2 separate regions of the Rattus norvegicus genome follow, and region 2 is linked to region 1. A link is a contact called in public Hi-C data. All regions are on one chromosome and are shown on one strand. Each heading gives the region's core, a stretch centred on a gene start, on an enhancer-like site or on the middle of the called end of the contact. The rest is flanking DNA. Distances are from core to core; before and after follow the strand shown. Region 1 holds the start of Patz1 (POZ (BTB) and AT hook containing zinc finger 1). Region 2 holds the start of Pik3ip1 (phosphoinositide-3-kinase interacting protein 1).

Region 1 (4,743 bases), core at 1,860-4,359:
AAGTTCCCACGCTGCTCAAACCAGGGAAGGGGTTGTTGGCTGGGCCCCCAGAAGCCCTTTTGAAACCCCTACAGCTCACACAAATTACTGGGAACCACAGCCAGGCCCATCGAGATGTCAGATCCACCAGGACACTTGTGCAGTGTAACCCACCAGCCGAGGAGCCCATGGAGGCCAGGACAGACAAGCTAAGCAACAGAATGGAGGAAAAGACCAGAAACTAGAAACAAGTGACCAAAACAGAGGCCTGTGGCCCTGGGGAAGCAGAGGAGGCTGGGGATAGAACAAAGGAGGCCAGAGGACGGACAGGGGCGACAAGAGTGGGAGGTGTGTGCAAAGCAGTGCTCAGCAAGGCTGGGAGGACGGCACTCTTCCACCCAACTGTACCCTGGCCCCGTCCCTACCTGACATTTGTGAGGGCGCTCAGACGTGTGCACCTGCTTGATATGTCCATTCAAGTGATCTGGCCTGCAAAGAGAAAACAGACTTTAAAAACAAGACATCAGTCTCCTCCACTCCCACCACATCCCCCCCTTCTAGAGAGAACTCCACCCCAGCAAGACAAAGACAAAGTCATCACCGAGCTCTAGCTCCAGGGGCCCAAGCATTTCGGCCATCCCCCCACACACACAACGGGGGGGGGGGGGGGGAGCAAATGTTCTGCTCAGATCTAGCTAACCCCACCCCACCCCACCCCCAGCAGAAATTCAATGATTTCTAGGACCTGAGGCAGCAGCTTTAGAATGACACAGGGATGCCTTGCCCAGCCTTTCGGGGAGGGGTGGGTGTGGGACTCATTGTCCAGACTAAAGCCCCTTAGAAGCACTGCGTTCCCCTCCCCCCAGCCTCTCCCGCCACAGCAGCCAATGAATGCCACCCGGATGGAATTCAGTCCCCAGAGGCCAGGGACAGAGCTTTAAGTCCCCAGCTGGACTGGCAAGCCAGATGCCCGCCAGAGCAGGTGGGCAGGGGCTGTCCGACCGGTAAGACTGGTTCCTAGTTGGGGCCTCTCTGGGGGAATTCTGTTCCTAAGCTCTCACACATACAAGATCCTTGGGATTTAAGTTAAAACCAGCCTTTTATTCAATATTCTCAAACTGAGAGAAAAAACAAAACGACAGCCCTCTGCTCCCAGGAAAGTCTTCAGTTCCTAAGAAGGCTCACTAAAAGTTGAAAAGAAGGTCTGTCCTGAGAACAGACGGATGACCTGTAGGTCCACTGGATTCTGCAGCCACCAGGTCACAGAGCATCGGATTCCAGTATTACTATTGCAAAACAGCCCTGTGTAGCCGGCTTTTACGCCTCTCAAACCTAGGGTCACTTGAGGGGCATAGCTGGAAGCTACTGCTTTGGGCCGGCCTGCTCAAACTGGTGAAGGATCTGGGCCTCGGAACTGTAAAGAGTCCTAGACACACTTGTTCAGTTCCTCCCTCCGAAGCCATTCAGGCGGGGAAAGTCGAGGGAGGAGCCCAGCCTCCCGCCCCCAGAGGGGGCCCCACGCCTGGTGCCGGAAACACAAAGGGAACCAGGGGAGAAGAATGGGGAGGCCCAATGGCTCTGGCCTAAGGAATCTGGCCCCTTCCTACAGGCCCCCGGGAGGGTGAAGCTAGTAGGGCACCCTGGTGCCAGAGAACTTGCCTGAAGGCATAGATGCAGCTCTTGGCCACACCACGTCAAAGCCGGGTATCTTAAAACATTTAAACATGGTATGCCCTGTTAAGGTCCAGTGACCCTCCACCCGGACAAGATCCACATCCCCCCGATCCTGGCAAGGATCTGTCTTGAAACAGAACTAAGATAATACACAGCAGGGAGTGGGGGGAGGGTGCCATCCTCACCTGGAGAAGCCTTTCCCACAGCTCTGGCAGATGTACGGTTTGCCCACTGACCCATCATGGGACCTCACATGGTACGACATGCGGTCTTTTCTCTTGAACCGCAGACCACACACCGGGCACGAGTACGGCTTCTCCCCAGAGTGGGACAGCTTATGCCGGTTGAGATGGTATACGTCACGAAAGATCTTGCCACAGATCTCACAAGCCACCTGCTTCCTGGTCCGGCTCCTTTTTCTGGGGCCGTCGGGGTCCTCGGAGATGGGTAACCCATTCTCACCCAGCCTTGGAGGAGGAAGATCGATATAGCCCAACTGGAGGCTTGTGACGCCGTGCTGGGCCTCATGTTGCCGGAGCCGGTTGGCGTCAGTGAACACCTTACCGCACAGGCCACATGGAAGGATGCCTGCTTCCCTCAAGCCCCCTGGAGACCCAAACATGGAGTCCAGCAGGTTGGCCTTCCTGGGGCGTCCCCGGCCTCGCTTGCCAGTCAGAGGAGGTGCACTGGATGCCACATTGGGGAATGGAGAAGTCAGTAGTTGGGGGGATAGAGGTCCAGCCACCATGGGCAATCTGTCCACCCCAGGTAACACAGGCAGGGAAGCTTGGCCCGCAATAGCAGCACCTGTGGCCCTGGCAGCCTCTTCCTCGGGCTGCATACTGCCAGCAATACCATTACTGTTGGCTGCCATGGCTGCCCCGTTGGTCATGTCCAAAGGGAAGCCCAAGTCAGAAGTCCCAGGAGGGCGAAAGAGCATGATATCAGCCCGGGCAGGGGGCACCAGGATCTGCACGTTGGACTGTTTGATTACTTCCTGGCAGATCTCGATGACCGACCTCATCAGCAGGAACTTGGCGGCCGTCATGAGCTCGGGGAAGCTCTCTAGGCGCACAACGATTCGGGACGTGTAAGCGAAGTCCAGGATGTCTCCGAACACTTTGGAACTGATGGTGTGCATCTCCAGTTCGCGGCTGCCTCCAGCCCCGCCGCCTGGAGCCGCCGCCGCGCCTCCCACATCAGCAGGACCACCGTCTGCAGCTCCGCCGTCGCCTAACTGGGCGCTGAACACAGACTCAAAGTACTCGCTGCAGGCAGCCAGTACAGCGCGGTGCGCTGGGAAGCTCTCATCGCCTACCCGTAGGAGCACGTCGCAAAAGCGCCCGCCGTTTTTGCGTTGTTGGTTCAGGTTGTGCAGCATCTCCGTACTGTGTCTGCTCACCTGGTAGGTGTAGCAGCCCGACGGACCGCAAGAAGCGTCGTTGACCCGCTCCATGGTCGCTGCCCCTTCCCCACTAGCCGGGCCGGGCACCCGCCAGTCCCTAGTCCCTTCCCTTAAGCAGCGAGACGCCTTGTGCAGCGGACCACTCACACTCCCGGCACGTGCGGCCCAGGGCTCCGTAGTACTCTAAGGTGCGCCCAGCGCACACGCCCCCTGCTCTAATAAAAAGGCCTAGACCCAGCGGGGCATTGCCCCCCACATAGCCGCGCTTAACCTACCCCGGACCCGCGTAGCACTCCCTCTCCGCCTGCCCGCCTCCCTCTCTAGGTCTACCTTCCAGGGGGTAAACGAGCGAAGAGGTGCGCCCCTCCGGCAAAAGCGGCTGCCACCTCCCCTCCCGCCCGCCAGGCGGCGCCGGCGCGCAGCCAAAAGGCGCGCGCGCGCGGGGAGGAGGAGGGGTCCGCCGCGCAAGCGCAAGCGCGCGCTCCGAGGCTTTTCCCGGGCCCGCTGGGGGCGCGCGCTGCGTCCCCTGCAAAGCGCGAGCCGGGGTGGGGGCGCCGGAGCAAAGGAAACAAAAGGCGAAGGCGAAGGCGGCGGTCGGCGCGCACGGGGGCGGTGGCGTAGGCCGGGTCTTGGAGCCCGGCGAAGGCGGCGACCGAAGCGAGCGGGTGGCTGCAGCAGGGTGGGCCCTTTCCCAAGCCAGGCACGAGTGGCGGCGGCGCTGCGGCCCCAGGCTCCGTGCGTTCGGAACGGAGGAAAGATGGCAGCGGCTGCACTTCCTCTTGCACTTTCACCCCTGGGGGGAGGAGAAGGAGGGGGCGATACCAACAACACCCCCCCCAGCTTGCAGAAAGAAGAAAGCAGTGAGCTCGGCGTGGGGGGTCTCGGTGGCCCCGGCCCAGCACGTGCGCATCGGGCTCCCTAGCCTGGGCCGCCTAGCGCTGCAAACTTTCCACTTTCTTTGTGCCGAGCGCCCCCCCCTCACCCAGCGGAGGATGCACGTCCCCCATTCCCTATTTATACACCCCCCCCCTGCAGCTCCGCTCCCCCCGCTTCCTGCCCCCCTCCCAACTCCCCAGCTCCGCCAATGCTCGCACAGCCTGATCCTCCGCCTCCCCACCCCGCCCGCGGGGCCGGGGGCTGCAGCCTCAGCCACCCCCAACTCCCCCCCCCGACCCCGACCAATACGATCCAAGCGCCGAGCCAGCGAACCAGCTACAGCCGCCCCTCCGATGCCCGCCCAGAGTGTAGGCGAGCGTGCGGGAGGGGCGGCCAGAGCCAGTGGATCTGAGCCCCCCAGCCTGCCTTGCGTACCGGCAGGTCCGACGGGCATCAGCACCCTGCCTAGTTTTCCTTTGATGGCCGAAATCCCTAGAAGTCGGCTGGGACCTCCCGGTCTGCAGCCGTAGGAAGGACGCGGGATCCCGACCCGACGCAGGCGGAACCTTCTGCCCGCTTCATACTGACCGAGGCAAATGCCTTGCACGCCTGGATAACTAGAGATAGGTCGTTTTCCCCACCCACTGCTACATGGGCTTTGTGCCCCAGGGAGCGCGAAGTCGCCAGCCAGCTCAGGGAAGGGACAGTATGATGGCGATGGACAAAATCAACGGCTCCTGCATGTCCCGGCAGTTTTGTAAAAAAACTAGAGAATCCAGAGATCAAGAAGTCCCATCGATCTTCCCCAA
Region 2 (4,040 bases), core at 727-3,226, 50 kb before region 1:
AGCCTCTCTCCTGCCTCCCACTTGTCTTATCAAGTCCTTGCAATCTTCCAACACCCAGCTGGGCTTGCCAGAGGGTTTCTCCAGTGACTGCACGCGGGTCTTCACAGCAGGAGACAACCCACACTGAGTGCAAGATTCCTGCCAATCCCAATGTTAAGGGCTTAACCTTGAGAACTGTCTTAATTTAATCCTAGAGAATTGTCTTAGTTTTCTTAAGTCTAAAAGCTTTGAATTCAAATCACAACACACCCATTGCCTTTGGCAGGTGGTCAAACTTCTGGGTGACTCAGGTCCCTCACACAGCTTCTTCCCTGAGACTGTGAGCTGGGGACGCTACACACAGTAAAGGCTGGTGGAGCGCTTTGCGGAACGAGCGAACTGCCTCCCACCGTTGTTTACAAGTGCTCGCAGAGGATGAGCTCACTCCGAATGCTGCGGCGGCCAATGGGCTTTGGGCTCCGCGGCCTGGAGATAGCTCTGACCAATCGGACCGCGCGGGGGTGGAACGGGGCGGGGCCGGGGTCGAGCAGCCGCACGTGCGCCGCGGGTGTAACCGCTGCTGCGCTGCTCGGCGCACGGGACTAACGTCCCCTACCCAGGGGTCCCAGGGCGGGTACCTGGGCAACGCAAGTCCTCGCAGGGCCGCTTTTCAGGGACGCCAGTCTCGCTGCTGATGTAGCACCAGGGCCCACGCGGATCCTGGTCCGGGTTCCGGCAGTAGTTGTGGTTGCCGGGGCCTGGGGTGGGGAGAAGAGGCGTTAAGGGCCGCGGCCGCCGCCCACCAACCCCGCCCGTCACCCCGGCGTTCACTCACTGGGCTGGGCGAGCGACTCGCCGCTGCCTTGCGCGGCCAACCAGTTGAGGCAGCGGAGACCCGGCGCGGGCGAGGGCTGGTCCTCCCGGTACAGGTGGCCGTTGTCCCAGAAGCAGCCTGTGAGGAAGAGGAACCCACCCGGGACCCTGAGTGCGGCTCTCTGGCCCCGTGGGCGAAAGCCCTGGGTACCTCAGAGAAAAGCGGAGAGCTTGAGTCATGCCCCTAGCGGCGTCTGGTCCACAGATAACAACAGTGAGATTTAGCTTTAAAAAAAAAAAAAAAGAAGAAGCTTGAGATCGCTGCACAAATGCAAAGGGTTGTTACTCCTGGACTTGGGACTACTTTGAAGGTGCAGGAAGCCTGGCTGAGGTCCTTCTGTGGAGATGACGAGTTTAGTTCTGGGCAGTCAGACATGGAAGTCATCCCAGTGTTGAGAAGTCAATGTTACATAAACTGACGTTCCCTTCTCCACGAATACAGCCACCTTCTGCTAGTTTAACAGACACCACCGGCTCCCAAGAGAATTTCACAAAAGCCTTTGACTCAGTGAAGCAAAAGATTCAATAGAGACTCCAGCTGAGGGAGCCTGCCACATCTCTTCAGCTCCCACTCCCCTCAGCAGAGAGCCACAGGAGGAGCTGCAGAGGGGAGGTTTGTGCGCCTGCCACACTATACAAATGGACTTTAAAAGGGTAGGACTCTGGGGAGTAGAAGAGATGAATTCCCAAGCTCCATCCACTCGTGTAAAAGGAGAGAGAAAGAGAAAGTGACTACTTGTCTTTGTTCTTAATGGCAAATATGGAGCTGCAACGAAGGAGAGAAGAAGGCTTTCGTAGGATAGCAAGAAAAGCAGCCAAAATCTTCCTTCCCTGTCAGCCTGGCCACATTTGGGAAATCTGGGGGCTTTAGCCGTTCTGCTTCATTAAGTTGCTGCAGAAAGGGAAGAAAAAAATGTAATCTCACCTCCAGATCCATAGGCTTCTGCCAGAAGCATGTTGCTGAGAAGAAATGTGTGTACCCAAGCCAACAGCATCCTCGCCTCTTCCGGCTTGCAGGTGACTGAACAGCCAGTGTCCGAATGGGGTCTCCTTGGCAGCAGTTTTGTCTTCTAGTTCCCAGCCTTGCAGTCAGACCGGCCCTTATTATGCTCTTCTGGTAAACAGCCTCTCTTTAGAACTGGGAGCTTCCCAGCTAGCTTGCTGCAGCCGAGGTGTTTTTCAGCTGAAAGGCGCCCCCTGGGTCCTAAGCCTCCTAGACCTTACCAGATCACTAACCCTGAGCCAAGAGAGGAACTCAGCCAAGTGGAGAGTGGCAGAGAGGTTTTGCTTAGCAGCAGATCCGTGTGAGACCTGCAGGACTCCATCCCCAGAGCTTTTCTTTTCCATCAGTGTGAGTACCGAGTCATTATGTCAGAAGGCATCGTGGAGTGGGGTGGATTAGGAGCCCCTAGAGCACTGCACAGTTGTAAGAGAGGATGCTGATTGCAGAAGCAGGAAGAATTTAAGACCACATAGGCGGCACAAATGAGTATTATTTGTCTGGAAGCAATATATTTAAAGTGTACTTTGCCAGGGCCAGTCCATCACATTCCTTTACTAACATTCGAGGTTTGGGGTATCCATATATAGTAGGAATACCGAAAGGGTATCTTTAGTGGAAAAACACGTTACACAAGCATTAGATTCGCTTAGCTATATTGTAAAATCCACCCTTTCTACCAGCCCAGTATATAGGAACTCCCTATATAACTCCCCTCAGCCAGTATATAGGAAATCCAGTTACAGTAATTTGTATCCTTAGTTAAACCACATCTGCACAACTTGGGGCTTTTGGAGTTAGGGAAGGGGAGGCGCTTCTTCTGTTTGGCTGGCAGCTGAAGTTCCCCAGCAGCCTCAGTAAACTGAGAGATAGAACAGAGTGGTTTGCCAAGACTACCTTGTGACTCGGGCAACACCAAGAATAGAAGTGGGAGACTGTTTTATCTTGCCACAGTGTAGGGAGGGAAAGTAACACGACTAAATAAGTTTTATGGCCTTTATCATAGTGGAAAGCTAATGCGATTCTAAGTATGAGAAGTGATTGAACCCTGATGTGTCCTTTAAAAGAATAAGGGTTCGTTTTTATTTGTGTCTGTGCTCAGGAAACCTTCAGGGCCTCTAGAAATGGGGTGATGGCAGAAGTGGGATGATGGCTAATGTGAGCGATGGGAGCTCAGGCCACCTCTTCTGGAAGAGCAGCAAGTATTCCTAACCTCTGAACCCACCTGACATGCTTCTTAAAAACATTATGTCCGTGGGGGGAGGGTTGGGAGGGGAACACCCATAAGGAAGGGGAGGGGGGAGGGGGATGTTTGCCCGGAAACTGGGAAAGGGAATAACACTCGAAATGTATATAAGAAATACTCAAGTTAATAAAAAAAAAAAAAGAATACTTTGAAAAGTCAAAAAAACAAAAAAAACATTATGTCCGGACTGGATAGATGGCTCAGTGGATAAGAGCACTTGTTGCTCTTGCGGAGGTCATGAGTTCAGTTCCCAACCCCTAGCTTAAGGCCATCTCTATCTAGTAACAGTATACACAGCTCTGTCTTCTGACCCTTACCTGGGGCACATACATACATGCTGGCAAACACATACACAAATAAACATCCCCCAGAAGAGAGTGTGTGTGTCTGACACATGGTGTGCGGTGTATGCCCATGTGTATACATAAGGAAGTCAGAACAGGATGTCTTGCCACCGGGGTTGGGGATTTAGCTCAGTGGTAGAGCGCTTGCCTAGGAAGCGCAAGGCCCTGGGTTCAGTCCCCAGCTCCAAAAAAAAAAAAAAAGAACAAAAAAAAAAAAAAAAAAAAAAAAAGGATGTCTTGCCACCCTGAAAGAGGGTTTCTTACTGCACCTTCAAGGGAGGCTGGCCAGCCAGTGATCCTCCTGGCAATACTCTCTGGTTCTGAGGATCCCCCTGTCTATGCTCTCCAGTGCTGGGTTGTAGGAACACAGAACCACGTTGGCTTTTAATGTGTGTGCTGAGGATTTGAGCTCAGATCTCCCAGGAGCAGAGCCATGTCCTTTTAAAACATGTCTTCAGTTGATAGTGTGTTTACCTAACATTCCAGAAGCCTTGTGTTTGATCCCTAATGCAACATACTGAGTAGGGGAGTGCCAGTCTGTGATCCCAGCTCCAGAAGTGGAGGCAGGAGGATCAGAAGTTCAAGGTCATCCTTGGGT

Evidence for each region. A called contact is a pair of places that touch in the nucleus more often than the background predicts.
Region 2: a Hi-C map of prefrontal cortex shows a contact between it and region 1, with 2.6 times the contacts expected there. The contact joins the promoter of Pik3ip1 here to the promoter of Patz1 in region 1. A contact is called at or near these places in 3 of 12 Hi-C or Micro-C datasets (frontal cortex, prefrontal cortex and psoas muscle) and 1 of 1 datasets of contacts at active chromatin or transcription factors (oligodendrocytes).

The regions. Positions count from the first base shown.
Region 1 is chr14:82,376,787-82,381,529 of GRCr8, reverse strand. It overlaps Patz1 (POZ (BTB) and AT hook containing zinc finger 1), which reads right to left and starts at 3,109. Exons shown (of 4, transcript NM_001107231.2): 1 at 1,839-3,109; 2 at 405-468. The coding sequence starts at 3,109.
Region 2 is chr14:82,426,251-82,430,290 of GRCr8, reverse strand. It overlaps Pik3ip1 (phosphoinositide-3-kinase interacting protein 1), which reads right to left and starts at 1,976. Exons shown (of 6, transcript NM_001395158.1): 1 at 1,778-1,976; 2 at 815-931; 3 at 618-737. The coding sequence starts at 1,847. It also overlaps a transcript of Limk2 not described here.